Linked DNA regions of Mus musculus: all the other regions are linked to region 4. Evidence: chromatin contacts called from public HiChIP or PLAC-seq and promoter capture Hi-C data. All regions are on one chromosome and are shown on one strand. The core of a region is the stretch at or near the end of the contact, and the rest is flanking DNA. Distances in the headings are between cores, read along the strand shown.

Region 1 (3,771 bases), core at 452-2,951, 430 kb after region 4:
AAAGCCCAAATCACATCAAAAAGCATCTTTATCCACCCCAAGCTCCTCCACCAAGGCCAAGAAGGTCCCACATTGGACAAAGTTCTTTGGGTGGGAAGGATGACTGAATTGTTCCCATACTGCCTTTTCCTTGCTTCCAGAACCTCTCTGCATGGAGCTGTCACCCGGATGGCAAGTTGTCATTGCAGAGTAACAATGTCCTTGAAGAAAACAATGACTGATCTATACCTGCAACTCATGTGACCTTTTCCCAAGCAGAACTCCCAACAGAGAGCCCTGCTCCCTCTGGCCACGCCCACCGTGAGTCTCTGAGCTTTAACAAGTCAAGAGCTACATCCCAAACCCTTCTGAAACCTGATTTTTGGATGCAGTTTAAAGGAGAAATCTCTTGGCACTGAGGATTTCCATCACAGCGTTTATCAATTGTAAGTGATACCTTTTGGACTGTGAGTCTCTTGCAGGTAGAAGTCACATCCACAGGACCCAGCAGTGTACCAGGCACACAGTGGGTGGTCAACCAACTTTTGTGTGAACCCTAGACTTGTGATTCCTTCAAATACAACATTCATTTAGATAACTGTCCACGTCTAGCCTGTAATGTGTAAATAAATGTTTACATTCATAGACACAGAGGCCCTCTAGATTAGCATTACAAACTTTAACCCAGGGGCGGTGGTCTCTCTTTGCTTTGAGAACGCACCAAATTCATCCCGTGAATGCAGGCTGGATACAGAGTATGCCCAGAGGATACCAGGTACCCCTGATGCATCGACTCTCATGATTGCAGGAGGGGATTTCATTCTAGAGAAACGAACAGAGACTGGACATGCACAGCAGTCCTTTAGTTTTTCCCACAACCAGGAGAACCACATGGGGAGCTCCGGTATTCTTCGACCTCTGAGGCCGCCCTGTGACAGGCACATCGGATCTACTGAAACACCTCTAAAACTTGGCACACTAGCAGAGGCAGGCCACAGGCCACCCTCTGCCTTCTCTGCTTCCTGATCAGCTCAATGACATTCTGCAAAGAACAACTCACTTAACTGGAAGCGACTTTCACCAGCGTGTGCCCTGTGGTCTGGCGGGTCCTCACTCTTGAAATCAGAGGGCCAAACCGGTTCTTCCTTGACTCCAAGTGTGCTTTTCTTCCTTTCCCAAGTCAGCGTTTCTATCTGACACAGTTAGGCAGGGTGTTCCTGCAAGGGACCTGGACAAGGGCTGAGTCCTAAGTGCTAAAATACATGGCCAGGGGCACCCAGCTATTTTCTTCAATACTAAAGGATGGACGACTTGTCTGCTCTGGCTGGAGAAAGTGAGAATGCACCACCTTCCCCCTTTTAAAATCCAAAGCCCAGACTTCCCTTGGGGGCGAGTCCTCTACCTGGCCCCCTCAACTGGAAGGAAAGAGGAAGTATTTTCGTTGGTCCCAGGCTCTCCAGGGACGCCGCCCAGCTAGCACCCACGGATCCGAGCCCAGGATGTGCAGCCAGACCCAGGGCGGCCCCGCCCCTACACGAACTTGACCGCACCCTCTTTCCCGGCGCGGCCAGGCCTGACGTCACAAGGCACCCAGCCGCCAGCACCCCGCGGTGCGCACCCTGCGCCCCGACCGGTCCCCCGTTGTCTCCGCTGCTCTCCCGACGCTCACCGCCAGGCGCGCGCGCGCGCGTGCCCGCCCACCCGCCCGCCCGCCTCCCTCCCTGTCCCCGTCCCCATCCCCGTCCCCGCCAGCAAAACACCGCTGAAGATGGCGAGCCCGGCGCCCGAGGAGCACGCCACACAAGGATGCCCGGCTACCGAGGAGCAGCCGCCGCGGCCTGGAGTTCCCGGAGAGGAAGCAGGGCCAGAGGGCGCGGGGCCGCAGGTGGAGGAGGCCGCCGGGAGGGTGGCCGCCGCCCTGACCTGGCTGCTCGGGGAACCCGTGCTGTGGCTGGGCTGGCGCGCAGACGAGCTCCTGAGCTGGAAGAGGCCGCTGCGCAGCCTGCTCACCTTCCTGGGTGCCAACCTGCTGTTCTGGTGAGCGCTCGGGCTGGGTGGGGGCGCCCCAGAGGGCAGGTCACCTTGGGGCGCCCATGGCCGGATGTGGCCTGGCTGGGGGGGTTGCGGGGGCCTCTGCGGTGGAAGTGAAGCCTGGTCCCACTTGCTTGGTCACCTGTCTGAAACAGGTAGTCACCCATTTCAACTTTCCTCTAGACGCACTTCCCTGTGAGTGGCTGTCACCCTTGCTGCGGGTGTCCAGTCTCCAAGGGGAGGTGATGATGGTCAGCTGACCCACGTGAGCTCCTGTATCTAGGGATGGTCCAGAGCTCTTGAAAACTTCGGCCCTGGTATTGTTAACTCTCAGGTCTTGACCTGTACTTTCAAGTATGGGGGGTTCAGAGGCCCGAGGGCTTGAATTAATTTTTTGCACCCGCGGAGGCATATCTGGGCCACCTTAGGTACATTCTATATGCTGCTGCCTTCGTGGGCCACCAGAGATGGGCAGTGAATGATTTGTTTTTCTTTCCCCTGGAGGGTAGGGTTTACTGTCTTAGATCCCAGATGAGAAAGCAGGAGGTAAACAAACAGGTGGATTAGGTACAGCGCCCCGCCCCAAGACTGCACAGCTGTGGGGGTGGGGTGGAGGTGGAGGTGGGGGGTGGGTGGGTAGTAATTTCAGAGAAACTCCAGAGGGAATAGGGGAGGGATTTTCTTTGAGTAGCCCCCAATCAACAGGTTTGCCTCACCAGAAAGTGTTCTGCCTAGGTAAGCATCAGGCAGCGTCTGGCTCCATCACGGAACCATGAGCCGTATCGTCTGGTACTAGTTCATCAAGGGGGAAAAAAAACCTTTGTTTGCTAAGTGCCTTCATAACAAACAGGGCCCTCGAAGTTCCGAATAAGCAGTTTCCCTAACAAGTACCTATTTACAGGACGTAGGTTTCTTAACCCCAAAGTTGGGAAATAAATAAATGCATAAAAAGAGACGTAGCCTGTTATTTTTTTCTTCAAGATTAATAACTTGAGCAACGTGAAGGATTTTCTTCAGCTCCCCGCTGGTCTTGGTTTACTCTGAAAACGAGCTGTGTCTTGTTGCTGTCTGTGGATGTTAATTAGCTTTGGGTCTCTCAGTCTTGCTGTTTCTGGAGTTTAACCCAGGTCTCTATCCTGTTGTAAAGTTACCGTAGCCATTAAATGAAGAGGTTATATCATAGTGAGCTAGGCTGGGCAGGACACCAAGTCTTAGGGCTGGGTCTCAATGATTTACTAATAAGCAGCCTGTTTTAGGTTTTAAAGTTTTATTTACTTAAAAACACCACAGTTCTGAAGCTTGAAGGTACAAAAATGTAAACACTTTGAAAATCTTCTCCCTTTGAAAATCTCTTTCCCACGCCCATCTCGGCTTCTCAGCTTCCTCCCAGAGGCCACAGGGGCAGCTAGCTCTCTGAGTTGTTGTTGTTTTCTTTTTTTTTTTTTTTTTGGATGGTGCCTGTTTCAGCAGAAGTTCTGTGTGTTGTGCAGACTGTGAGCTGGCACACTAAGGATGGGTGGACGCCTTGCTGAGTACTCCTTGTTGTTTTCAACGCATAGAATTCCTTTCCAAGAGTGTTGAACCTCCCCAAGGAGGCTCAGCTGTAGTTCAGAGCATGCACATTTTGAGTGCGATAGCTGAGTCTTGTAGTGTGTATCATTTTGTACATATTATGGAACCGTTTAAAGGGTGAGTCCCACAAGAAAAACAGTTGGGTCAGAGGGCATGTGCCCTTGCATTTTCATGGCTGTCACTGTATTG
Region 2 (3,953 bases), core at 96-2,595, 440 kb before region 4:
TGCATATATATACATATATATATATATATATATACATATATATATATATTCCACATCGGTAGCAATGCACATTTGGAAAGGGACACTTATAAACAACAATTGAATTTTCATAAAGCTTAAAGTCTTCCTGAGCTCTGCTTTGTTTCCAAATATTTTTTAGCTCTTTGTAATAAGGTAACAGTCTTCATTTAAAGACAGAGACATCTCTATAAAGCATCTCTATTCATCGTCAAGGACAAGGCAGTAAAAACTGATATGCTGGTACATGCCTGTAATCCCACTACTAAGAGGCTGAGGCAACAGGATCATGAGTTCAAGGACAGCCTGGGCCCCACAGTGAGTTAGGCTGTCCTAGTTAATATTTTGTGCTTCTGATAAAAACTCCATAACCAAAAGCAGCTTATGGAAGGAGTTTATTTTTGGCCTATGGTTGCAGAAGGACAAGTTCATCATGGTGAGGAAGCATAACAGTAAGTGGCAGGCTTGACACGAGGAGCATCGGAGAGCTCACATCTTCAAATGTAACCACAAAGCAGATAAAGCAAACTTGAAGTGAAGACAGGCTATGCGGTCTCAAAGCCAATGAAGTCCTTCCTTCACCAAGGCTGTACAACACAAGTCTCTCCACACATCACCTCCCACTGAGAACCATTTATTCAAATGACCAAGTTATGGGGGCATTTTTTTATTCAGATCACAGATAGGTCAACCCTGTCTGAAGACATTAACTCCAATTAGTTTATCAGGGGAATGGAGATTCTTTTAACTGCTGTGCACTGTGGATATATTCAACTAGAACCAAGGGCAGAGGAATGGACAGAAAGTAGGAAGGATGAGGAAAAAGAAGAAAGACAATATCTAATTTTAACCAAGCGCCTGGAGAAAAGAGTTAATTGGATCCTCCGGGGTTCTGAAACTGTGATCCTAAAACTTCCACACACAGCAGACTGATTCGCAGTTTTAAAATCTACCTCATGTCTGCCAACGGTGCTAGATCCAGAAATATCCCAAATCAGATTTCCTATATTTTCATTTAACTTTTATACAATCAACTCATGGATTATTCAGTGTTTTATAATTTATATTGTACAGAATCTCTGTACAATTATTAAAAGTAGCATGCTTTGTTATATTGCATATTGAGTCCAAATTAAAATGTATGATCTTAAACCAAGGGACGCGTATACCTTGTTTATATCAAAATGAGTGTTTCTGCCTGAGTTGAACCTGGCATGAGTTGTTTGGGCAGTTACATAAGCCTCCATTTGCTCTGCCTACATATGTCCCTGCTGGAGCTTACTGCCAAGCTCTGCAGAATTTAGATGAGGAATTTGCTCAGTCAGTACTGGAAAGCAGCATGAGAGCAGCAGGTTCTGTTCCTGGTAATGACCTAGGTCACTGGGGAAGGCAGGGCATCCAGGGGTCAAATAAATGCAAAGACAAGTGGGATCCCTGCCAAATGCCTTAGTCAAGAACCGGAGCCAAGCAGCCATCAGGATCCTCACAGCAAACACTGTGACACAAGACAGGCTGCGCTTTCTAGGGAGATCAAATCCTCTGGGATGTTCTAGAAAGGTTTTATTAGTTACCACACTGAGCCAAATCCTGTTCTACAACATCATAAAGATGCTATCCTGACAACATACGCCTGGGCTTACTGTGTGCCTTCTTACTATTGTTTTTGTTGTTTATAACGATTATTGTCTGTCACTGCACACAGTGATGTAGATAATTGCAAAGCCTCATTGCATCTTACTTCAACCAGATAATTACAAGCCTTTCAGAATCATGCCTTATTTACTCCCTTACTTCTCTCCTGGCTACCTGGGTGTGTGGCATAGACTCGGTGGTTAAATTATTTGTTGACTATATTTTGGTTCTCTTTTAAATTTAGACAGGCAATTCTATGCTAACCATTGAAAAGGTGATTGTTTAGCTTCTACTTTAGTCTCATTATGTATCTGGCAATTTGCTTAAGGTTTTTTTTTTAAACTTCATTTTTCCACACCTGCAATATATAGTTAAATAATAGTACTGCCTAAATGTAAAGATTAGAACACAATTTTGTCTGACAAACACAAACATAAAACAGACCTTTACAGTAATAAAACACATCTGTATTCATTTTCATGGAATCAGATTCTAGGTTCACAATCTTACAATTTAGAAATGTGTGATGCAAGGAATATAGAATTCATTTACATATTGTCAGATAATTCCAACTTTGGAGATTGAAAAATAATTCTAACAACAAAATCACCTAATAAATTACTCTTCATCGGTGGCTCTAGTCTTAGAACTTATATTAAAAGAGAGAAAGTGCATTGGTGGCATTCAGGAGTTTATAATTCCTTATGAAATTAATTGATGGAAAGAAAGCAAAGAAGTAATTTGCCAACTGAACTCAATTTTAAGTTCAAATTTTTTGATATTAATACATTATTCTTTCTTAAGTATTGCTCTAGTCACAAAATATTTTGTAGTTAAAAATAATAGAAAAGATACTATTAAAATGATTTGTAACACAGTTAACTAAAGACTGTCTTCATGGTAGGTGTAAGTTGCATCACTCTTTATGGAACCCAAACAACAAATACCCTTCCCTAAGGCTCCAAGGCCTGACGCTATTACTGATGCTATGGTGTGCTTATAGACAAGAGCCTAGCATGGCTATCATTTGAGAGTCCCAATAAGCAGCTGACTGAGAAAGATGTAGAAAATTATACTCAACCAATGGACTGAAGTCAGGAATCCCTGTGGTTGAATTAGGGATAGGCTAGAAGAAACTGAAGAGGAGGGAGACCCAATAGGAAGACCAGCAGTGTCAACTATCCTGGATACCCGAAATCTCTCAGGCACTGTGCCACGATCCAGGCAGCACATACCAGCTGGCCTGAGACCCCTAATACATACACAACAGAAGACTGCCTGTTCTGGCCTCAGTCAGAGAAGACTTGCCTAAACTTGAGAGACTTGAGGTCCCAGGAAGTAGGGAGGCCTGGCAGAACAGGGGAGCATCCTCTTGGAGACAGGGGGAAGAGGAATAGGATGAAGAACTGTGGGAGGGCAGACCAGGAGGAGGGTAATGACTGAACTATAAAAACAAAGTACCTTCCCCTAAGGAATAGTTACAATAATAATATTATACATACACATATATGTGTGTGAGCATGTGTGTGTATTCATGTGGATAGAAATCTATACATGTATATACACATTATATATAAAGCATATACGTGTGTGTGTGTGTGTGTGTGTGTGTGTGTGTGTGTGCATACATGTATACACATATACATTTTTGGACTGGAAGAAAAAACAACAGTTCTGGTGAGACAATGCACCAGATCTCAAGGACAGGCACATTTTAAATACACAAGGCAGCTGACAGTGGTACTTGTTCAATGATTAAATTCAGTTTGATCTAAGAACAGTGAGAATTTTTCCAGAACAGACTTTGATTATTGGTCTTAGAACTGAGAAAATGGATGAATGATTTCCCAGCTAACAATCAGCCTCAAGACACAGAAGTACATAGTGACTCAGCATAGGAGTAAAAATCACCAAAGCTTTAATTTCTCTAGTGAATCTTTCCCTGCAAAAACTCAGCCCAGAAACAGACACTTCTAATGTCCCTCAAGGATTGATGGCACACAAGGGACATGAGGGAACAAGTCAAAGAACTTTTAACAACTCTACCACAGTCAGGAAAAGAAAGATTATGAAAGCATCAGCAAAAGAGACAAAGACACAGCTAGCGACAAAACAAACAAACAAAAATGGTGTACCCCAAATGTATTCCCAGAGCAAGTTAAGTGTATTTTGTTGTAAAGGAAAAGAAACACTCTCTCTTATAGACACAGCCCTTAAGATAAATGTGTATTGAGGACCTTTATTGAGGAAGTCTCCAACAATCATGGTACACAAGCCTGTGTCATCCATTCTAAAAATTGGCA
Region 3 (4,018 bases), core at 819-3,318, 480 kb after region 4:
CCTGTTTCCTCCATTCTCCACCCTACCCCCCTTCCCTCTGTCTGAGATATGGTCTTACTGTACCCAGGTTAGCCTAGAACTCCCAGTCATCCTCTTGTCTCAGCTTGCTGAGTGCTAGGATTATAGACATGAGTCACCATATTGTCTGGGTTTGCTTTTCTCTCTCTCTCTCTCTCTCTCTCTCTCTCTCTCTCTCACACACACACACACACAACTTTATTTTTTTCTTCAGTGCTGGGGGTTAAACCCAGGCCCCTTGCACATGTTAGCCAAACAGTGTACCACTGAGCTACATCCCAAGCTTAATAATGTATTTCTGATTCCCTCTCTTGTCAGAACAAGGGAAAGGTCCCGTGCTGGGCTCTCCCTTGGTTCTAAGCTACATACGTCACACATCAGGGTGATATTTAAGTAGGCCACTGTAAGAAGAGCAGTTAAATATTTACTCCACCCTACAAGCTCATACCGGGCCACTGGAAAATGTAGTAGTTTGAGTACAGTTTTCTTTTACCTCAGCGAAAGAATGCAATAAGCTTTAAAAAAAAATCACCGATAGTTACAGATTAATGGTGTTGGAAAGAGAACCAACTGTAAGCTCTAAAGTGGGAGCTGGACTCATTTTTAAAGAGTGCTTGACTTCCTAGGAGTATATACTATTTTCCTGAGTGCAACCTTTCTGTGAATCTCCATGCCTCCTCTACTAATACTTGAACCAACTTCTGTAAATGGGCAAAAATCCCTCCTGGACATAAGAGTCTACATGTAATAAGATCTATTTGGTCAAAATCATAAGGAGGAGGCTTTAATTAGTGTCTGTATGGACTGCTGTGTCTCAGGACTGCCCAGATTCACCATCATGGGGATGTACCATGAAAGTGGCAACATCTCTCAAACAAGAACTTGAGCCCTGGAGTTTCGCCATCGCGGTGTTCCGTGGGTTACCTTTCAAGCGGGTCATGTTTCAGTGTCCAGTCTTAACCCAACCACTATAGACGCAGTCTTTAGAAAGATTGTTTCACGTCAGTGTAGTCAGGTGTGGAGGTAACTCCTTCACGGCTAGCCTTTCTGGGAAGCTAAGCAAATTCATTTTTGTCTAGTTGAGGCATTTCAGGGATCCATGGATTTCAATTCGAGGCCAGCCTGGTCTACAAAGTGAGCTCCAGGACAGCCAGGGCTATACAGAGAAACCCTGTCTCGAAAAACAAAACCAAACAGAACAAAACAGAACAAAAAAACAAAAGAAAATTCTGTCCTCATATACACATTGCCTTCTTCCCCTTGAGCCTTTTTCTTCTTCTCACCCTTCCCCCTTTCTGAGAATAGATGCCCAGTTCCCTCACTTCCAGCAGCGTTTGCTGTTGTATCCCAGTGTACCTCGGCCTCCTGAGGCCAATACCTCACACCTCAGGATCTGAGGAGGGAAATGGGCTAGATCTTGGCAAGCCCTGCGTTCTTGTATTGACGCATAGCAGGATGCGGAGGGCTGTTGTCTTGGATATATTTTGCAACAAGTTATTCCCTCAGGAGAATGCAAGCAGGTTGCCATTTGTGGATGTGCTCTGAAGCCTTCTTTGAAGCACGCTGACCACCCTGGAGGTTGAGCACCTGAGTACTTTGCACTCACTGGGTGTTCACCCTGGCCGGACCTTAGGTGTGATTTCAATGAGTTACAAAAATCCGAGGAACCAGGAAAGGAGGGACTGAAGGACTTGGCTTCTGAGTGCGGGGGCCAGACTGAAAACGGGACTGTGCGGAAGTCCTTCAGCTTTGGCTGTCAGGGCCCACCAAGGCCTTCAGTTTTTATTTAAACCAGCCATTTGGTAGTCACACCGTGGAGATGAATGTCCTTGAAAACCCTCCTCACGGAAAAGCTGTCTCCTTCAAAACATTGAGGAGGGGAAAGCTGAAGTCTACCAGCCTAGAGTCTCTGCTTCTTAAATCAGATTGCCTAAGCAGGCCTGTAATCTCAGTGACTTGGAGGCCAAGGCGCGGGGATCAGAAGTTTGAGGCCTGCCTGGGCTCCGGAGGAAGTGCAAAACCACAAGGGGCTGCTGATCGAGATCCTGTCTGAAAATAGAAAGAGGATCTGGCTCTGTAGTGCAATGCTCACCAATGTGCACCGGCCTCAGGTCCCGGGCCTTAACGATGCAAAAGGAAAGAAAGGCAGGCTAACATGGAGAAAGTTAATGTCTGTGCCTAGTTGTGCAGAAGCGGCAGGATCGATGGTTCCCTGTGGCTGATGTAACGAATTAACCACACACTTGGCGGCTCAAAGTTCTCCACAGCTCTGGAAGCCATCAGTTCAAACAACACACCAGTGGGTCTATACTTAACGTGGAGGCTCTAGTGAAGGACCCACCCCTGTCTCTTCCTGACTTTAGTTGGTGCTGTTGCCCCTGGGTTAAAGCGACAACATCATCACAGTCCTCTGCTCTCTGATCTCTGTGCTTGCTCAGACCTGCCTCCCAGCTCTCTGCCAGGAATACTTGTGATTATAATGGGTGCCCACCTGGGTGACAGAGGGTGATCGGCTCTCTTCTTAATATAATGGTACTTGTAAAGTCCCCTTTTCTCTATGAAGCAACATTCACAAATACAAAGCCTGCTTTGGTGACAACACCACTTTATCCTGTAACAGAAATGAACCACTCCTTTTTTTTTAAAGATTTATTTTATGCACATGAATACATTGTAGCTGTCTTTAGACACATCAGATCTCATTCCAGATGGTTGTGAGCCACCAAGTGGTTGCTGAGAATTGAAGTCAGGACCTCTGGAAGAGCAGTCAGTGCTCTTAACCACTGAGCCACCTCTCCAGCCTGAGAACCCATTTTTTTAAAGATATTTTCTTCATTTACATTTCAAATGCTATCCTGAAAGTCCCCTATACCCTTCCCCCTGCCCTGCTCCCCAACTCACCCACTCCTGCTTCTTGACCCTGGCATTTCCCCTGTACTGTGGCATATAATCTTCGCAAGACCAAGGGGCCTCTTCCCAGTGGTGGCCGACTAGGCCATCTTCTGCTACATATGCAGCTAGAGACACAAGCTCTGGGGGTACTGGTTAGTTCATATTGTTGTTCCTCCTATATGGTTGCAGCCCCCTTTAGCTCCTTGGGTACTTTCTCTAGCTCCTCCATTGGGGGCCCTGTGTTCCACCCAATAGATGACTGTGAGCATCCACTTCTGTATTTGCTAGGCAGTGGCATAGCCTCACCAGAGACAGCGATATCAGGGTCCTGTCAGCAAAATCTTGCTGGCATATGCAATAGTGTCTGGGTTTGGTGGCTGTTTACAGGATGGATCCCCGGGTGGGGCAGTCTCTGGATGGTTCTTCCTTCCCCTGAGAACCCATTCTTATGCCACAGATTTGAATCTGGTTCAGGTGAAAGGTTACCGTGAGTGACAGTCTTCACTGTGGCTGTCTCCCCTGTTTAGCTGGCACAGTCAGGACATCCTGGACTCTGCCTTCTCATCAGTCAGGCTATGACAAGTGTCTTTTTGAGGCAAGGTTACTTGTAAGCACCATTTTCTAATGAGGATGTGGACTCTGCCTTCATCCCTGACCAGGCCTCTACAGCAGGCTCATCTTCCTCCTGGGGTTCTCACTGAGTGAGCATAGCATTTCTATGTTTGACAAAAGGAAAAAAAGGAAAAGATGGGCTCCCTTCTTCTGCTCTCTCCAAGGACTGGCTGGGGAAACCCTAGGGCCTTCTTTGTCCCTCTTCACTGAGTCTTTTAGGACAAAGGCCCAATTGAGCCTTGTGAATGGCTGGCTGGAGATGGCAGCAGGGCTTCCAGCCCAGCACAGTGCTGGCTGCACTCGGCTCCTCTTAGGGAGACATAGGCTTCGTTGCAAGCTATATCTAGAAGCAGCTGTGGGGTCATGGCAGCTCCCATGAATCACTCAGAGACCCTGCTTCTGCTCACAACAGCAGCCAGTAAAGTCCTGGGCAGCAGAGCTTTCTGGGACCTGATGCCTCTTTCCCTCTCTGAGCTGCTCACTTCCCACATTCTTG
Region 4 (3,848 bases), core at 52-2,551:
AAATCCTGAAATCGCACCCATGTGCGCTGTGCTCCTTTGAACAGCGTGAAAATCACTGGGGCAGAGGCCGTCCACCGAGTTCGCTCCAAGGCGGAAACGTCTCGGGGGGAAGCAGATTAGGAACAGGGCCAAGCGTTCGATGAATATTCATGAAAAGAATGCGGTCCCCAGCCACGCATTGTGTGCCATCCGATCCAGGGATTCTGGTTTTTTTTTTTTTTTTTCTTTTAATGGTGTGGGGAAGCGGGAACCAGACGTTGGGTTGTAGCGTTTGAGCTACGGGGGAAAAAATCTACAGAAATCTTGGCTTGCAGAAGGGTTGAGCCCGCTCGGGCCGCGGGCTGTCAGGTTCAAGCCCACACGCCACCCCTCCTTCCCCCAGGCTGGGGCGGCGGTGGAGGCGCGCGGCCCGCTCTCTGAGCGCAAGGCTCAAAAAATAAAATAAAATGCTGGCGACGTCCACAGGTTAGTGGGAAGACAGCTCAGCCGCAGACCAGGCTGGGGGCTTTAATCTGCCCCGGACGTGCACACCGCCTTCCGAACCTCGTGTTCCTCGGTTACCCTAAACCAAGATCCAGGAGTCCCGAGGGCCAAGCCACCCCCGCCCCTTCCGATCTGACCAGATTCCGCGTCTTCTTTCTCCCTCCCCACCCCACCCCACCCCCATCCTCCATCTTCTGTTACTGCGCCCCTCACACCGAGCGCCTTCTCCGTGGCTGTGCGGGTTCCGCTGACAGAAGGCTGGGTTCAGCCCACAGAACCGTGGCCAGTGGTCTCGGTGCTGTCACCAGCGGCTCCCCACCCTCCACCCCCTCCCTCCCGAACTCGGTTCGTCCGCCTCGCCGCCACCCCCTCCAAGTCCCCCACCCTACGAAAGGCCGAAGCTGTCCACCTGGGGGAGAGCATCACCTTGGATTTCCAAATGCGACAGAACCCACATAGAGGAATCCCATGCCCACTGTGTCTACACCCGGCCGCACCCCGGCTGCACCGTTGGAGAACCCTAGGCTTCGGGGTGGGGCGGGGCCCTGGGGAACCGGTGGCCCGGAGTCCGCGGTGGCCTTAGGGACCCACGGCGCGCCTCCTTACCGGCTTTGGGTGCCTGTGGCGGCCCTGGGTGAGCGCGGTGCCTCCAAGGGGCCCGGGTGGCTGGTGTCGTCCGGCCGGGTGGCTGGTCGCTCAGCAAAGGCTCTCTCTCTCCCGGCTCGACGGCGGAGCCCGGAGCGTGGAGCGAGTTGGAGCGCTGCCGCCACCGCCGTCGCCGCTGCCGCTACTGCCGCCGCCGCTGCAGCCTCTGCATTTCTCGATCGCTCCCCCTCCCCTTCCTGCCCAGCGCCCTCCCCCCCGCGCGTCCGCCCGCCCAGCTCCTCCGCTCGCCGACCCCGCCCGCCTCGCGCCCGCCCCTCCTCTCCCAGCCCGCGGCCCGCACCCCTCCCGCTCCTTTCGCGCCCCGCCACCCAGGAGGGGGTCCCCCAACTTCTCTCCACCAGCAGCCACTGCGCCCCGAGACGCCCCGTGATCCAGCGCCCCCCCCCCGTCACCACACCCGCACAGTCACCCCCACCCACTGCTCTCCACATCCAGATCCCTTACCCGCCTCCCCAACAGTCTCTGTCAGCCCCCCTCCTCCTATTCCCTCCTTACACGCCCCTCCATTCCCCCCCCACCCCACCCCCACCCCCACCCCCGGCGGGACTGTCTGTGGATTTCTCTCCTCTCTCTGTCTCGCACACATTTTATTTGAAAGCATTGAATAAGTAGCTCAGGCTCTCGCTCAGACTTAAGGGGCTGATGAACTACGCCCCCGCCGCAACCAGCTTTCTCTGCACCCCAATCCAGCCCCGCTCCAGACGACGGGCTTAGATTCTGCTATCACGTAGGCAGTGAGCCTGGGGAAGATGCGATGCCTCCCTTGAAACCATCAAGACAGATATCCGCTGGTTTTAGGGTGTCCCCCAAGGCAAGCATCTGGGACGCCTCCGGCATATGCTCGCCCTCGGGGCCCGACCAGGAGGCTCCAGCTTTGCAAGGCGCCACCGCCCAGAGCTCAGGTCTGGGTTGGAAGGGTGGGCGGCACCGCCTCAGGGTACGTTCTCCCGACTTCGGAGAGAAAGAAAGGAAGAAATGCACCCTAGGAAAAGGGGCTTCGACTTTTTGTGCCTGTGCTTTCATGGAAGTCACCAGCTCTCGGCTGCTTAAGATGCTACTCAGAAGCGCGCCCAGCCAGGCTGTGGCCATCCGCGCCAAGTCCTCGTGTCCTGGTCGACGAGCACTTTGGGTAGCACCGCGACACACAATAGCCACCACGGTTAGGAGATATGCTCGCTATGCTTACCTGTTGGCAAAAATAAAATGCAAAATAAAAATTTAAATTTGGAAACTAACACATGGTGACATCTTCTAGAACCACAGCTCTTTCTTCAGACAAAAGCCAATTTTACCATCCCGCAAACCCATTGAGCCCTGGAAGTTCCGTTCGCGGCACTTTGGCGCCCTCTGGCTTTATCAGGGTGGCTTGCTTGTTCTGCTTCGTCCTGAAAGAATAGCGGAGGGGGGGGGGAATGGAAATGTATGTTGCCTTCTTGGTTGGATCTCCCCTCATGAGTGAAGCACAGATTTGGGATGAGCTTGCCCTCCACGTCCGGAATAACGAAACACAACTACATTTAGGGAGACGAATGCCAAAGGTAAGTGCTGTCAAAATCGCAGATTGGGGGGGGTCACTTTTTTAATAGAAAAATAAATAACAGAACTTTAATAAGATTGGCAAAGGAAGTGCCACATCTTAAACCAAAAAGTGATTGGGGGGGGGGGTGAAAATATTTGTGGTGGCTGCCACTTCCTCCCCCTCCTTTTCTTCTTTCTTTCTCCTCCTCCTCCGTCTCCTCTTCTTCTTGTTTTTTTCTTCTCTTCCTCTTCCTCTCTATCTCCCTCTTCCTCTTCCTCTTCTTTCTCCCTCTTCTCCCCATCCCTACCCCTCTATTCTCCCTCTCTCTTTCTCTCTAGATAAATAGATATACTAATTGGTTGGTTGGCTAATATTTCTTTCAACCTTCTCTCACCCTCCCATCTTCCCACTGCTTAAACTAATTAAACAATCAAACAGTTCAAGAACAGGAAATCAAATCACAATTTAGCTATGATTTGAGGATTTCTTTCTCTTATGTCAGTATACCACCTATAAAGCTATTTGGTGTGCTATGGTTCCGACAACAGCACCAATTATAGCAACCAAAAATGTTTCCAGGTATGACCAAATATCCTCTGGGGGGAAAAAAACTGGTTGAAAGCTGGTGAGTTAGTTTTAAGCTCCCTAAAGCACTGGTATATTCTGTTAACTAGATGAATGTGTATAATGTATGGTATTTACTGTTTGCTAAAGGAGCTAAGGAGTGTATGGGTTGGGGGGGGATGGTTACACAGTGTGCGTCATTCATTTAGGATTTGGATATTTTTTTTATCCCGGTGATCATCTTAAAATTAATGGAAATTTCCACGGTATTTTCAAAATAAGCCTATAGGTATTGTCTTCCATTGTGTATCCTCATATTTAATTTTAAAAAAAAATAACAGATAAGATAACAATTATTGTTCAATCGCTTCAGTGCTGCTGGCTAAGTTTTTAGGATGGAGAGAGGAAAAACAAGCCTTCCAAAGGTGTGCCTGGAATACAGATCACTGGTTACCATGGAAACAGGAGGCCAAAGCTTATATGGATGACCGGAATTGCAAATCTCTCTCTTTGTTGTGGTCTCTGTCAGATTTGTTTGCCCCCTTCTTAATAAAAGATTATAAATGAAAAAAGGGGGGGGCTCAGGACAAGGGTGCAGCTCAGATATGGAGCACTT
Region 5 (3,926 bases), core at 904-3,403, 510 kb before region 4:
TTCATTAGGTATTTTCCTCATTTATATTTACAATGCTATGCCAAAAGTCCCCCGTTCCTCCCCTACTCCCCTACCCACCCACTCCCACTTTTTGGCCCTGGCGTTCCCCTGTACTGAGTCATATAAAGTTTGTGTGTCCAATGGGCCTCTCTTTCCAGTGATGGCCGAGTAGGCCATCTTTTGATACATATGCAGCTAGAGTCAAGAGCTCTGGGGTACTGGTTAGTTCGTAATGTTGTTCCACCTATAGGGTTGCAGACCCCTTTAGCTCCTTGGGTACTTTCTCTAGCTCCTCCATTGGGAGCCCTGTGATCCATCCAATAGCTGACTGTGAGCATCCACTTCTGTGTTTGCCAGGCCCCGGCATAGTCTCACAAAAGACAGCTATACCAGGGTCCTTTTAGCAAAATCTTGCTAGTGTATGCAATGGTGTCAGCTTTTGGAGGCTGATTATGGGATGGATCCCTGGATATGGCAGTCTCTAGATGGTCCATATATGTAAATTTTTATCTGCTTTAAAATGCCAGTACCTAGGATTTCTCAATAATAATGATGATAATGATAATGTTGAAGGTGATGGTGAAGGTGAACCTGATAATGATTATAATAATAATAAATAGCGCTAACAAATAAAGTAGCTAGCAATAGGAGAAATATGAATTTGACCTCTGGCCTCCACACGAGCCTACATATGGGCACTTACAAATGTGTGTGTGTGTGTGTGTGTGTGTGTGTGTGTGTGTGTGTATAGAAATAGATAGTTTGAGCAATGGGTACATGACTAAAGATAGTTTCTCTATTAAGAAGCAATGGCCACATTTCAATGGAAAAGAAAGGACTACAGATGAATAGCTTGTCCTATAAACAATTGTCCTATTGTAATATTTGAGTGTGTTCCACCATTTGCTCTCCCGACTTGCTGTGACAGGATATTCATCGTTTCCCACTCTGAGTTGAGGACCTAGTCTAAGGGAGGAGGGCTTAAATCCACATGACTAATGTTTCCCTGCCTGATGCCCATCGAGGAAAATCTAAAGAATGGCTTTGTAAAGTTTGTGCCTGTGCTATGTATTATTGTAAAACCAGAGCCACTTTAACAACTTCATGTGAATGTCACAGCTTTTGGAAGGCTGCGTCAACCAATTGAACAACAGACATGGACACAAAAGTTCCCAGAGTAACACAACAGCTTAAGGTAACAAGTCAAAAACTACAGTAAAAGAGCAAGTAAAAAATTAAGTTATTCCGGTTCTGAGGGCAGCAATGGCTTTGTTAAAGATGATGCAGATAATGCTAGAGGGTATCAAGGAGGGACAAAGAGCAGTGTCCTGCCCAGCCATTCCACAACAGTATGAATCACTCATAGACCAAGCAAAACAAGCAAAACAAAACAAAAAGAAACGAAAACAACAACAATAACAACAACATCAACAACAAACACACCAACAGCTCTCTCTCTCTAATCAGGTATCATGAAACTGGTTTTTTTTTCACTGAAAATTAGGTAGAACTAAGTCTAAGGCTGTCCTGCTTAAGAAATTCTAAAGGCAAGCACCGAAATATTTCATATTTTCAAATTCACTCAAATCCAGTAGATTCCCAAATTATCATTGTCTTTCCAGTGATGCTTTTAAATTACACGTGGCATAATAACAATTCAGCAAATATCATGCTGCTATTCTAACTTAAAAAAAAAAATCTTAGCGATTATTCTGAAGTGAGTCAAATTTTCCTGCCATGATGTCATTGTGTTTGTGAGCACATTGTGTTCATGGTCATCATGGTGTTATCCCTTTAGGATGCAGGCTTTATCTTATATGATGATGGCTATTGTAACATACAGAGAATGCACCAACTGTGTCAGGGTTTTCAACAGCAATTTGAACACAGAATCTGTCCAGTCTAGGAACATAGCAGTAAATCCTCTCAATGCTGCCGCCACCCCTCCCCCGACCCCAAATGGGCACAGCAAGTATCCAGGGAGCTGCAAAGAAAGGTGAGACACCACTTACAGCTGGTCACGGGTGCCGTGGAGGGTAATTTAAGAAGCTGCACATGTTGCAGTGATTGTCCAAAGCATAGCAGACTGTCCAAATAGGTAATCAATCTGTTGGAGCCAGGCAGAGGGAAGGCTTCCAAGACATGATGCCAGTGGCAGAGAAATCCAGGACAGCAGACTGGAAAAAAGGATCTAAAGCAGATGGTGTGGGTTGTAGCCACCTGGACTAATTCTCTGAGTCAATTAGCAAGTGTTAGTGGTGACTATTTGAATATTTCTCCAGGCCTTAGAAGATAAAATGCCTGACTTAAGAATAGACTTTGGGTTTCAAGATTACTGACAGAGAATTGTTAATATATCTCTTTAGCCTCTGAACTACACCCATATATCATCACTAAATGTACCTCACCTGCATGCAACTGAGGCTAAACTTTATGTTTTTGAACAAGAAACCTCTGGCGTCTCTTTGTATCATAATCATGCATAAGTAGTGTTGTGCTGATGCCCTCCCTGAATTTTGGATTGCAAGTCCTTAGTAAATTAAAATGAGATGATCCTAATCATCATCGTTAGTACGAGTTCCGATCTTTAATCTACAGTTTATCAACTATTGTGTCCTGAGCCAATTCTCTCCTGAGCCACAGTTCTAACCCCTTATCATTATGAACTCCCATGAATTCCTTGACCTTTAATCTTTATCATGTCAAAGTCTCTGTGCAACCGACAGCATCACCACAGCACCTATCTTCCGTCTCTATACACACTAGACTTGAGGTGTTCTTCAGTTTTAGGCGTCTGTGTTCCCTCATATCTGAGACCAAGACCATAGCTCACACTCCTGGTCTTAACTCTGTCCCTCTCTCATGGGAATTGTCCTTCATTTCTGCTCAAACTCACTTTTACAATAGACCTGGTCTTCCCTTTCACTATAGCTCTTCACTTACTTTTCTCTTTCAACTATGGTTTCTCATTTCTCAACAAATTCTGCTCCAGGATAAAATCAGAGTTCTCCTCCTCAAATCCTCTCTTGTTGGGTTATTCAAAAGCTTTCCATTTTTTTTAACTATTATTTTTACTTATTTATTTTTGTTCTTTAGTCCAGACTTTATATCCCTCCCTGTCCATCCTCCAAGTGTTCCATATCCTACACCTCCACCCCACCCCTGCTCGACTCCAAGTGGGTGTCTCCACCCCATATCCCACCAGACCTCCCTGGGGCCCCAAGTCTCTTGAGAGTTAGGTACAGATTCTCTGACTGAGTCCAGACCTTGCAGTCCTGTGCTCTATGTGTTGGTGGCCTCATATCAGCTGGTGTATGCTGCCTGGTTGGTGACTCTGTTTCTAAGAGATCCTGGGGGTCCAGGTTAGTTGAGACTGCTGATCTTCCTATGGGGTCGCCCTCCTCCTCAGCTTCTTCCAGCTTTTCCCTAATTCAACCGCAGGTGTCACCAGCTTCTGTCCAGTGGTTGGGTGTAAATACTTGCATCTGACACTTTCATTTGCTTGTTGGGCCTTTCAGATGGCAGTCATGATAGGCCTCATTTTTTTTAGCACTCCATAGCATCAGGAATAGTGTCTGGCCTTCAGCCCTCCCCCACTTGAAGGTGTTCTAACCACCAAAGGTCATGTTCACACTTCAATCTTCTTCACTGTTGTAGATTTTCTGCTCCTGCATTACTGTTGCCTCCAGATATCCATCCTTAATCCATTTCTCTTTCTAAACAAGAGTTTGAGTAATAAAGATCTAATGTGAGAGCCTTTGTGCATGCCAGTGATTTCATTCACTGTGGAGCTAGCCTTGAAGCATGCCCAAGCTGTTTATTTCATGTAAAGACTGATCGTTGCACTTATCATGTTAACAAAATAAGACCTTCGATGTTTCAGATAAAATTCACCACATTATGGGGAGAAATTTACTTAATTCAAT
Region 6 (3,666 bases), core at 729-3,228, 500 kb after region 4:
GACCAAGAAGCAGTTGGGGAGGAAAGGGTTTATTCGGCTTACATTTCCATACTGCTGTTGATCACCACAGGATGCAGGACTGGAACTCAAGCAGGTCAGAAATTAGTAGCTGATGCAGAAGCCATGGAGGGATGTCTTTACTGGCTTGCTTCCCCTGGCTTGCTCAGCTTGCTCTCTTATAGAACCAAGACTACCAGCTCAGAGATGGCACCACCCACAAGGGGCCCTCCCGCTTGATCACTAATTGAGAAAATGCCTTACAGCTGGATCTCATGGAGGCATTTCCTCAACTGAAACTCCTTTTTCTGTGATAACTCCAGCTGTGTCAAGTTGACACAAAACTAGCCAGTACACCCCCCAACAGCTACTTGACTCTCCAGTATCTTTGGTCCACACAGACCCATGGGACAGGCTACAGAGCTATTAGGCACGTCTTCCCAGTGTGCTCTAACTTCTGTCTTGTGTCTCACTACGCTCTCAACATTGGGTAGCCTGCAGTTGGTGTGAGGGGGTGTGAGATTTCCTGCCCCTCTTTCCACGGCAGCTGAGCTGAGAACGCTCAGAGCCACATTAGCATGGACTGGATGCTGTCTTTCTTATAACTCCGTTCTCTTCTGCTTACAACCACCAGTTAGATCCAGTGCTAGCTCCAGTTTCTCATTAACGGGTCTGTAGCTTTACCAGACTAGGTTATCCTAGTAAATGATTCACTGGGCTGTGAATGAAGTTTGGGAAGGGACAGAATCAAAGGGCGTGAGAAGTTCAGCCTTTCAGGGACTTTCTTCCCCGAATTTGTGCTAGGATGGGATCTGTGACATCACTCCTGGGTGACAGTAGTGTTTGTGCACGGTTTCCTTCCGAGATGGCAGAAAGCCTCTGCAGCTCTGCCACTGCAGGTATGGTCCGCCTCTGTCTGTACCTTTCCAAGCATCACCAACGCATGTGTTGACAAGGCCAAACTCATGAGCTCGGTTGGTACTTGAGAAGCCGCACGAGTTTACAGCAACTGCTCCAAGGTCATCATCAGAAAGAAAACCCCACAGACAGGCTTGTTATGTTGGTATTTTGTAGTTGGTAGGTGCTTGATTTGAGAAATTCCCTTTGGAGTCCCTAGAGCCAAATTGAAACAGTTGCAAAAGCGTGGGAGTGCTGGCCCAGAAATCTGGCCCTTGCTTGCTTCTGGGTTTGATCCTTTGCATTGTAAACAAAACACAAAATAACAAGCTTAGAACAAGGATTCTGAAGAACTGATTTTGCCAGCAAAGTGGCTCAGCAGGAAAGGACACATGCCACCAAATATAAGGGCCACCAAGTGTGAGGACCTGAATTTGAACCCTGGAATCCTCAGGGTAGAAGGAGAGGAGACTCCTCAAAGTTAATCTCTGATGTCTGTATATGTGGTGCCCCCCCACACCTATTACAGACATAAATAAACATTTTTTAGAAGAACTGATTATATATATGTGTGTATATATGTATATGTGTGTGTGTGTGTGTATGTATATATAATGTCAGACACATTCTTTTCTTAACCCAGAAAACAGAGGAATATAAACACACAAACTTTACATGGAAAAGTGTTTGGCCATGTGCTGTCTTCAAGATGAGCACATCTCTGTTCATCCCAAATGCCATCCCCACTTTCCTTATGCAAGGCTACGCTGCTTTTAAAAATAAAGGTTATTTTAAAAACATGCCACTCACTTCAGTCATATTTGATAAGTAGAGAGCCGAGGACCTGTAATTACCTGACATTAACTAGCTGCTGAATAAAATGATTGTGAAGGTCTGACAGATACTCCAAACACATTTGAGGCAAGTGCGGGACTCGATGGTTACACCTGCCAACCGCTCGTGAGCTCCTGCTCCAGAAGGAACACAGGGGCTCCAGACAAGACGAGCAGGCAGTAAGGGCCAGGCCCGGTCTTGACCTTTCCTTGTCTCCTGGCTCTCTGAGTCCCAGCTGCAGATTACGAAATGTGCCCTGGATGTTGTTTCCAGAGGGCACACGTCCCTTTGATGACAGCTTATTTCTGGATTCCTGGGGCAAATGCTTGAAGTCTGATGACATTCAGGGGTGTGTTTCCCAGGCCAGCATCTGATTAGTCACCAAATTCCAGGGACTCTCCCAGTTGGCTTGCGGTATAGCACGTGAGTCCAGAGATAAAATAACTTATTTCCTCTAGTCTCATTTTAATGGTCCACAAAGCCAAGCCTTGTTCCTTTCTCTGGGCTCTAACTGTGGATGTCGATAGGCCATTTAAAAAATGAAACCCTGTTCTTTGTGGGTAAACAGGGTTGCTAAGGCTTTTGCAGGTGGGGCTCCTTTTAAGGGTGTGTGACCTTATATCTGAAAAGGTGACTCGAGTCACCTCTGAAAAATCTTAGAAAGTAGAGTGAGACCACATCAGGTTCTTTCCGGAGCTCCTCAGTGTTACTTTAACAAGCAACGTGCTTGTCTTTCCTCTCCGTCCACAGACTGGGTCTGTGATCCCTGTCGGGGCTCAGAGGCTCAGCAGGTCTGTGCTATGCCAGGAGGAAGGGCTGTATTAGTTAAGGCCCTGGAGATCCTCTGGATTTTGCAGTACTGCCTTTAAAATGAGGACAGTGGGAGCAGCAGCCTCGCAGAGCTTCAGCCAGGATGCAGCTCACAGAGATGTAACGTTTAACAGCACTGTTGTGCCGTGCACATTGGGCTCCTCTGATCTCTGCTCTTGGTCTCTGTCGTTACTGTCATTTGATTTGAGAAGAGCCACTGATCCGAAGCTGCCTTTATGCCAAGCCCCAGACACCACAGGAGCAGAATCAAGCACTAATCCTGCAGCTGCCCAGATCCCTCACATCACAGACTCCTGTGGTCCAAGTCCCATCTCTTCATCTGTCTGTGAGGTTGGCATCTGGGTCCTCACAGTGGGAGCCAGGCGCCATCTGCTTTCCACTTTAGTGGAGTTGGGTATGTGTGGCAGGATTAAGTTTCCTAGCGTTCTCCACCACTCAGGGTTGCACCATGGCTCTGGAAATCTCTTCGGATTTGGGGTCCTGTGAGATCCATCATTTCTTTCTCTCCTGTGGCTGTGGTAAAATGGAGGGACAGGGCTGTGCTGATCTCAGTTCCTACCCCTGCTAAAACGCAGTGGTTCTGTGACTATAGCCAAAGGCAGAGAGTTCCTGCTCTAAATGTGTTTCCTCTCCCTGGTGTTTGCCCTGAGCACTGTCAAAAACACAGCAGTCACATCATGTGGAGAGGTGGAGATGACTCACTGACACATGGTACCCAAGGCCCACATGCATTTTTTTTAAGTGAGAGTGCTCTCTCTCTCTCTGTCTCCCTCTCCTTCTCCCTCTCTCCCTCTCTCCCTCTCCCTTCCCCTCTCCCTCTCCCTCTCTCTCAAAGGACTTGCCCTTTAGCAAGGAATAAGATCTTGAAATAGCGCTGGGCAGTGGTGACACAAGCCTTTAATCCCAGCACTCGGGAGGCAGAGGAGGGCGGATTTCTGAGTTCTAGGCCAGCCTGGTCTACAGAGTGAGTTGCAGGACAGCCAGGGCTACACAGAGAAACCCTGTCTTGGAAAACAAACAAACAAAAAAAATCTTGAGATCCCATTCCTTTAGGGTATAGGAAATGGCATTTAATTTCAGACATTATAGTGAGATTAAAGGGCTCAG
Region 7 (3,900 bases), core at 354-2,853, 420 kb before region 4:
TATTTCAGTCAAATCAACTTCCTTCTGATATTTGGAGAATTGTTTTGATTAAACAGTTTATAGCAGTATTCAGCTGAAATAATGTTTTATTTTGCATTTGCTTTTCTGGTGGAACACCATTTTAATAGAACCCAGCAGTGACAGTGTTGCTATTAAGTAGCTTAGGGAGGACTCTGCAGCTAAACCCCCTTGCTGCATTGGAGTGCAGACCCCAGAACCAGTGCAAAAGTAAGAGAGCTAGCAACCCTCACAGCTCTGCTCCCTGGTCACCCCCGAGCTCTGTAGGTGTAGACCAACATGAAGGGGAAACTGGTTAGATAGACTAGCTGATCAGGGTCTCCATGTTCAGTTAGAAGCCCTGGCTCAAGCAATAACATGCAGATCAATTACAGAATGCTTGATAAAACCTCTAGCCTATATACATGCATGCACACCTGAACACATATCTATACCTTCATTCAAATAAAAAAACATGCAAATGCATAGGAATGAATACTGCAGAGAGGTGCAAAAGGTAGGAGTACTCAGATTGAGTCCTCGGAGGATCATCTCATTGAAATAGGACTGACACAATAGAGAAATCAACCAACAATGTCTGCCGTCAATGATTGACAATTGTCAATGAGCTTGCCAAGCAGAATGTAATTGTTCCTGGAAAAGATTGTAACTGATATAGTAAACTTTTCCTGGCGCTTTTTCCTGATTAGACTCATGAAGGATCCCTGAATGGGTTTTCATATCCTGTGAGGAAATGGATAACATTGGATGATCTCTTGTCCAAGTGGTTAAGAATTGCATTCCAAAATCTTTCAAGAATAAGAGATCTTATAAAAACCCAAACAGGACAATAGGAGACAATGTAACAAAGAATAGTGTAATAGGAAAAAAAAATAATTCAATGTCTTATCAACAGTGGACTGAAATATTTACACTGGCCAACAGCATCAAGATAATATGCAATAGTTTGACATATTCACAAAGCACTCCATCTCTGTTACCTTCATTACATCCACAAGAGGCAAACACATTTTATATCCTGTGACTGTCACTCTGTAGAAGAGGGAAATGCGTATTCTTTCTATTTTACAATACATTTGAAAACTGCTATACAGAGGATGGAGAAACATACTATGACAGCCAACATAACTTTGAGGATCTATAACTGATTTAATGAACTATTTAAACGTAATGGTTGATTAACCTAAACATTGATTCTTTGTAAATGTCCCTCAGCTATAACTATTCATTTTTATCAATAGAGCTGATATAAATATTGTGTCATTCTTATGAAATTTCAGTGTGTTAAGAAGTACAACGAATGGCTGCTATGGGTGATTAAATGAATCTTTCAAGGAAAATAAACCTCAGATGTATGTGAATAGTTATGTCTATGTTTTTAATTGCTTGTATAGAACAAAAGAGGAGGAACTGTAGTACAAGTAGTCCACAAGGAAAGTCTCAATGGTTTTACATTGGAAATGTCTTGAGAAATAATGCTGAAGTGTTCTTGAATTGTATTTGAATTCGCACTCTTTGTTTGGCTTCCTACAGGCTCAGTGTGAATCAGCAGAGTGAGAAGGCTTCTCAAAATGTGGCTGTCATCCTGAAATAGATTAAGGAAACAGAGTGATCTGAATACAGGAATTGAAAGTAAGTGAAGCTGTACAATATCCAGACTCTCGTAAAAAAGAAAAAAATTAAAAAAACAAGTCAGTTCTCCATGGCTCCCTTGCTAAATAGGTTCACCGAGAAACTGGAACATGGCCAAGATCTATCTGCAAAGCAGCACTGCTGTGTAGAGAGTAGTTAACCTGAGAAAGTAAACACTTGCTGCATCACTTTAAGCCCCTAAGATACAGAAGTCAAAATGGAATAGGTTATACAAGAGAGTTGCTAGGGGCAGGAAGAGGACACCTGTGATATTTAGAAGAGTGATGGGGAGACCTAAGAAGTAGGTAGGAAAACCGTATGCAACTCCAACATCTGTGGGGAGAAGACAGGATCAGCTGTAAGTCTTTAAAACATCTTGGACAGACCTGGACCTGCTGCTGTAGTTTAAATACGAAATATACTCCTACAGGCTTAGGAGTGTATGAACATTGACCCCCCCCCCTCTGGCAACACTGTCTATGAAAGTTGATATGTTTTTGTATATTCTAGCTAGCAGACCTAAGACCAAAGAGGTGGGGTATAGAGGGTATAGCCACAAGCTCTCTGCTTCACAACAAACCAACATATAACATTCAGTCCTACAAGCTCCAGCTACCATGAGTTTGACCCTAACCACCATACATATCCTATAATTAGGAAATATCCCCTTAGATAGTGATATAAATAACTTGTTTCTAGCTTAATTTGTCCCAATATGTGGAAAATATATATGTTGTCCTAATAACAGGAAAGGTAACAAATTTAAAGGTCTCAAACATGTGCAGATGGTTTGATAAACGTGTAGGAAGATGTGGCTTCTATTATTACCCCTGTGTTTACTCATTGAATATAAAGCTATAGAAAAACAATATCCTCGCATCTGTATCCCTCTGATGCTAAAGAACAAATCAGTAGGGGTTCTGAGAATATCTCTCCTAGTAAGTCTCTTGAAGGTACAAGTTCCCATAGCCAGCATCCCCAACAAAACACGACTGATGTCTTCAGCATCGTTAAAGAATTCTAACATAGTTAAAGCTACATGTGGGCTCACATTCTGCCTAGCCTGTGCTGCTATTGTTAAGTGTGCAGCTCATGGGGTGGGAAAACACAGCCTAAGATTCGGGAGGCCAAAAATGGGGTTCCCTGATTCCCAGGCATCCAGTTGCTGCTGGAAAACAGAGAGGAGTTGGGAACGGAGGTTCAGGGGTCCCTGGGCTTGTGATGAGGACCCTGGGGGAAAGGAGCTCCCAAACCTACACATCCAGGAGCCACTGAGTCGTGGGGAGTTGAGAACAGAGTTGGGGGCCCCCCGCAGAGTCACCGTGTAATGATTATTAACCCAGGGCCAGGGAAATGGGGGAACTCCAACTTAGCTCATTTTCGAAAGTCCTTAGCTTAGCAGCCCTTGTCTGGAAACATAGGAGGGCCTTCTGCAAGAGACTTAAGCTGCAGCTCTGTAGGCACAGGTCTTCTCCACGCTCCCCATGGTGGTTCTTAATGGAACTGACCGTTCTTGGTTTCAAACTGTTTATTGATTGTTCATTGTTAAAAATCGGTACATACCAACCCTTCAATGTGCAGCAGAGACTAAATACCTTTTACAAGAAGGAATGCCTGGGAAGGGAAGTCTATTGGCTAATCCTTCAGGGCCTCTAGGTACCTCATTAGCATGGAGACCTACATGGGAACCATGGTCACAAGTTCTGGGACAGAAATCGAGTAGGGAGCAGAGAGACATCTACTGTCTCAAGTGGGTGCCTGGGTGCTAGGGTCTCGGGCCGACTCAACCTTACCAAGTTTCCTGGTATGGTCCACTGTACCACATGTCCATATTTCTTCTAAGTGGCTTAAAGGACAAAAGTTGAAACAAGAAGCTGATTTCATAACCTGACCTCTTTTAAATACGAAGAATTTATAATCACTAAAACTCAAACTTGGAAAGCATGGTTTCATGAATGAATATGCAGCAAACACCAAAATATGGACTAGAAGGTGAACAATTTCTTCTCATTTTTAAAGTCTAATATGAGTAGAAGTTAAGAAAAATAAAGACAGGAAAACAAACAACTAAGGAATACAGATTGTATGGATGGTTTTAATGAGACCGAGCTAAGGGACTTCTTTCCTTTTGTAATGGAAAATTTTGTTTTTTAAGAGAAATTAGAATTATTACAATTCCATTGTTTTGTTTTGTTTTGTTTTGTTTTTTTAATTCATGGAAATTGATTTTCCCTGTGTGGACGGTTAGAA

The links. Promoter capture Hi-C pulls out the DNA fragments that hold promoters and counts their contacts. HiChIP or PLAC-seq counts read pairs in DNA pulled down with a chosen protein or histone mark.
Region 1: a contact with region 4 is called in a promoter capture Hi-C map of liver, with 2.5 times the contacts expected there. The contact joins the promoter of Retreg1 here to the promoter of Basp1 in region 4. A contact is called at or near these places in 3 of 39 promoter capture datasets (the 3T3-L1 cell line and liver), 1 of 484 Hi-C or Micro-C datasets (embryonic stem cells), 2 of 115 datasets of contacts at active chromatin or transcription factors (bone marrow-derived macrophages and stem cell-derived neural progenitor cells) and 1 of 9 other capture datasets (embryonic stem cells).
Region 2: a promoter capture Hi-C map of hippocampal neurons shows a contact between it and region 4, with 5 times the contacts expected there. The contact joins the enhancer-like site here to the promoter of Basp1 in region 4. A contact is called at or near these places in 19 of 39 promoter capture datasets (the 3T3-L1 cell line, 3T3-L1-derived adipocytes, the HPC-7 cell line and 12 more), 10 of 484 Hi-C or Micro-C datasets (cerebellum, cerebral cortex, cortical neurons and 4 more) and 20 of 115 datasets of contacts at active chromatin or transcription factors (a beta-TC-6 cell line, bone marrow-derived macrophages, craniofacial prominence and 12 more).
Region 3: an H3K4me3 HiChIP or PLAC-seq map of bone marrow-derived macrophages shows a contact between it and region 4, with 4 times the contacts expected there. The contact joins the enhancer-like site here to the promoter of Basp1 in region 4. A contact is called at or near these places in 2 of 39 promoter capture datasets (embryonic stem cells and liver), 1 of 484 Hi-C or Micro-C datasets (the BV-2 cell line), 2 of 115 datasets of contacts at active chromatin or transcription factors (bone marrow-derived macrophages and embryonic stem cells) and 2 of 9 other capture datasets (adipose tissue and embryonic stem cells).
Region 5: a contact with region 4 is called in an H3K4me3 HiChIP or PLAC-seq map of neural tube, with 6 times the contacts expected there. The contact joins the enhancer-like site here to the promoter of Basp1 in region 4. A contact is called at or near these places in 16 of 39 promoter capture datasets (the 3T3-L1 cell line, 3T3-L1-derived adipocytes, the HPC-7 cell line and 12 more), 7 of 484 Hi-C or Micro-C datasets (the F1.1 cell line, the HPC-7 cell line, cerebellum and 4 more), 17 of 115 datasets of contacts at active chromatin or transcription factors (astrocytes, bone marrow-derived macrophages, craniofacial prominence and 9 more) and 1 of 9 other capture datasets (embryonic stem cells).
Region 6: an H3K27ac HiChIP or PLAC-seq map of extraembryonic endoderm stem cells shows a contact between it and region 4, with 3 times the contacts expected there. The contact joins the enhancer-like site here to the promoter of Basp1 in region 4. A contact is called at or near these places in 1 of 484 Hi-C or Micro-C datasets (the BV-2 cell line), 4 of 115 datasets of contacts at active chromatin or transcription factors (the NIH/3T3 cell line, embryonic stem cells, extraembryonic endoderm stem cells and 1 more) and 2 of 9 other capture datasets (adipose tissue and embryonic stem cells).
Region 7: a contact with region 4 is called in an H3K4me3 HiChIP or PLAC-seq map of forebrain, with 7 times the contacts expected there. The contact joins the enhancer-like site here to the promoter of Basp1 in region 4. A contact is called at or near these places in 16 of 39 promoter capture datasets (the 3T3-L1 cell line, 3T3-L1-derived adipocytes, the HPC-7 cell line and 9 more), 9 of 484 Hi-C or Micro-C datasets (cerebellum, cerebral cortex, embryonic fibroblasts and 6 more), 21 of 115 datasets of contacts at active chromatin or transcription factors (the NIH/3T3 cell line, VIP interneurons, bone marrow-derived dendritic cells and 14 more) and 3 of 9 other capture datasets (adipose tissue, embryonic stem cells and liver).

The regions. Positions count from the first base shown.
Region 1 is chr15:25,841,597-25,845,367 of GRCm38.p6, forward strand. Retreg1 (reticulophagy regulator 1) reads left to right here and starts at 1,702. Exons shown (of 9, transcript NM_001034851.2): 1 at 1,702-2,016. The coding sequence starts at 1,748.
Region 2 is chr15:24,968,171-24,972,123 of GRCm38.p6, forward strand. No RefSeq gene overlaps it. Among named protein-coding and RNA genes, the nearest start is that of Gm2824, 53 kb to the right of the region's middle. Within about 2 kb of position 1,346, at least 36 of the 459 cell types and tissues checked have an H3K27ac peak or open chromatin away from gene starts, as enhancers often do. A contact at or near this core is called in cerebral cortex, cortical neurons, forebrain and 1 more, where this site is marked.
Region 3 is chr15:25,889,708-25,893,725 of GRCm38.p6, forward strand. All of the region lies in intron 2 of Retreg1 (reticulophagy regulator 1), which reads left to right. Among named protein-coding and RNA genes, the nearest start is that of Retreg1, 48 kb to the left of the region's middle. Within about 2 kb of position 2,069, at least 76 of the 459 cell types and tissues checked have an H3K27ac peak or open chromatin away from gene starts, as enhancers often do. A contact at or near this core is called in the BV-2 cell line, adipose tissue and bone marrow-derived macrophages, where this site is marked.
Region 4 is chr15:25,412,463-25,416,310 of GRCm38.p6, forward strand. Basp1 (brain abundant, membrane attached signal protein 1) reads right to left here and starts at 1,302. Exons shown (of 2, transcript NM_027395.2): 1 at 1,090-1,302. It overlaps Gm48957 (predicted gene, 48957), which reads left to right and starts at 1,728. Exons shown (of 4, transcript NR_168943.1): 1 at 1,728-2,687.
Region 5 is chr15:24,905,053-24,908,978 of GRCm38.p6, forward strand. No RefSeq gene overlaps it. Among named protein-coding and RNA genes, the nearest start is that of Gm22810, 86 kb to the left of the region's middle. Within about 2 kb of position 2,154, at least 5 of the 459 cell types and tissues checked have an H3K27ac peak or open chromatin away from gene starts, as enhancers often do. A contact at or near this core is called in cerebellum and neural tube, where this site is marked.
Region 6 is chr15:25,913,198-25,916,863 of GRCm38.p6, forward strand. The region is part of intron 3 of Retreg1 (reticulophagy regulator 1); the gene reads left to right. Among named protein-coding and RNA genes, the nearest start is that of Mir7212, 33 kb to the right of the region's middle. Within about 2 kb of position 1,979, at least 128 of the 459 cell types and tissues checked have an H3K27ac peak or open chromatin away from gene starts, as enhancers often do. A contact at or near this core is called in the BV-2 cell line, the NIH/3T3 cell line, adipose tissue and 1 more, where this site is marked.
Region 7 is chr15:24,988,593-24,992,492 of GRCm38.p6, forward strand. The region is part of intron 3 of Gm2824 (a long non-coding RNA gene); the gene reads right to left. Among named protein-coding and RNA genes, the nearest start is that of Gm2824, 32 kb to the right of the region's middle. Within about 2 kb of position 1,604, at least 11 of the 459 cell types and tissues checked have an H3K27ac peak or open chromatin away from gene starts, as enhancers often do. A contact at or near this core is called in forebrain and microglia, where this site is marked.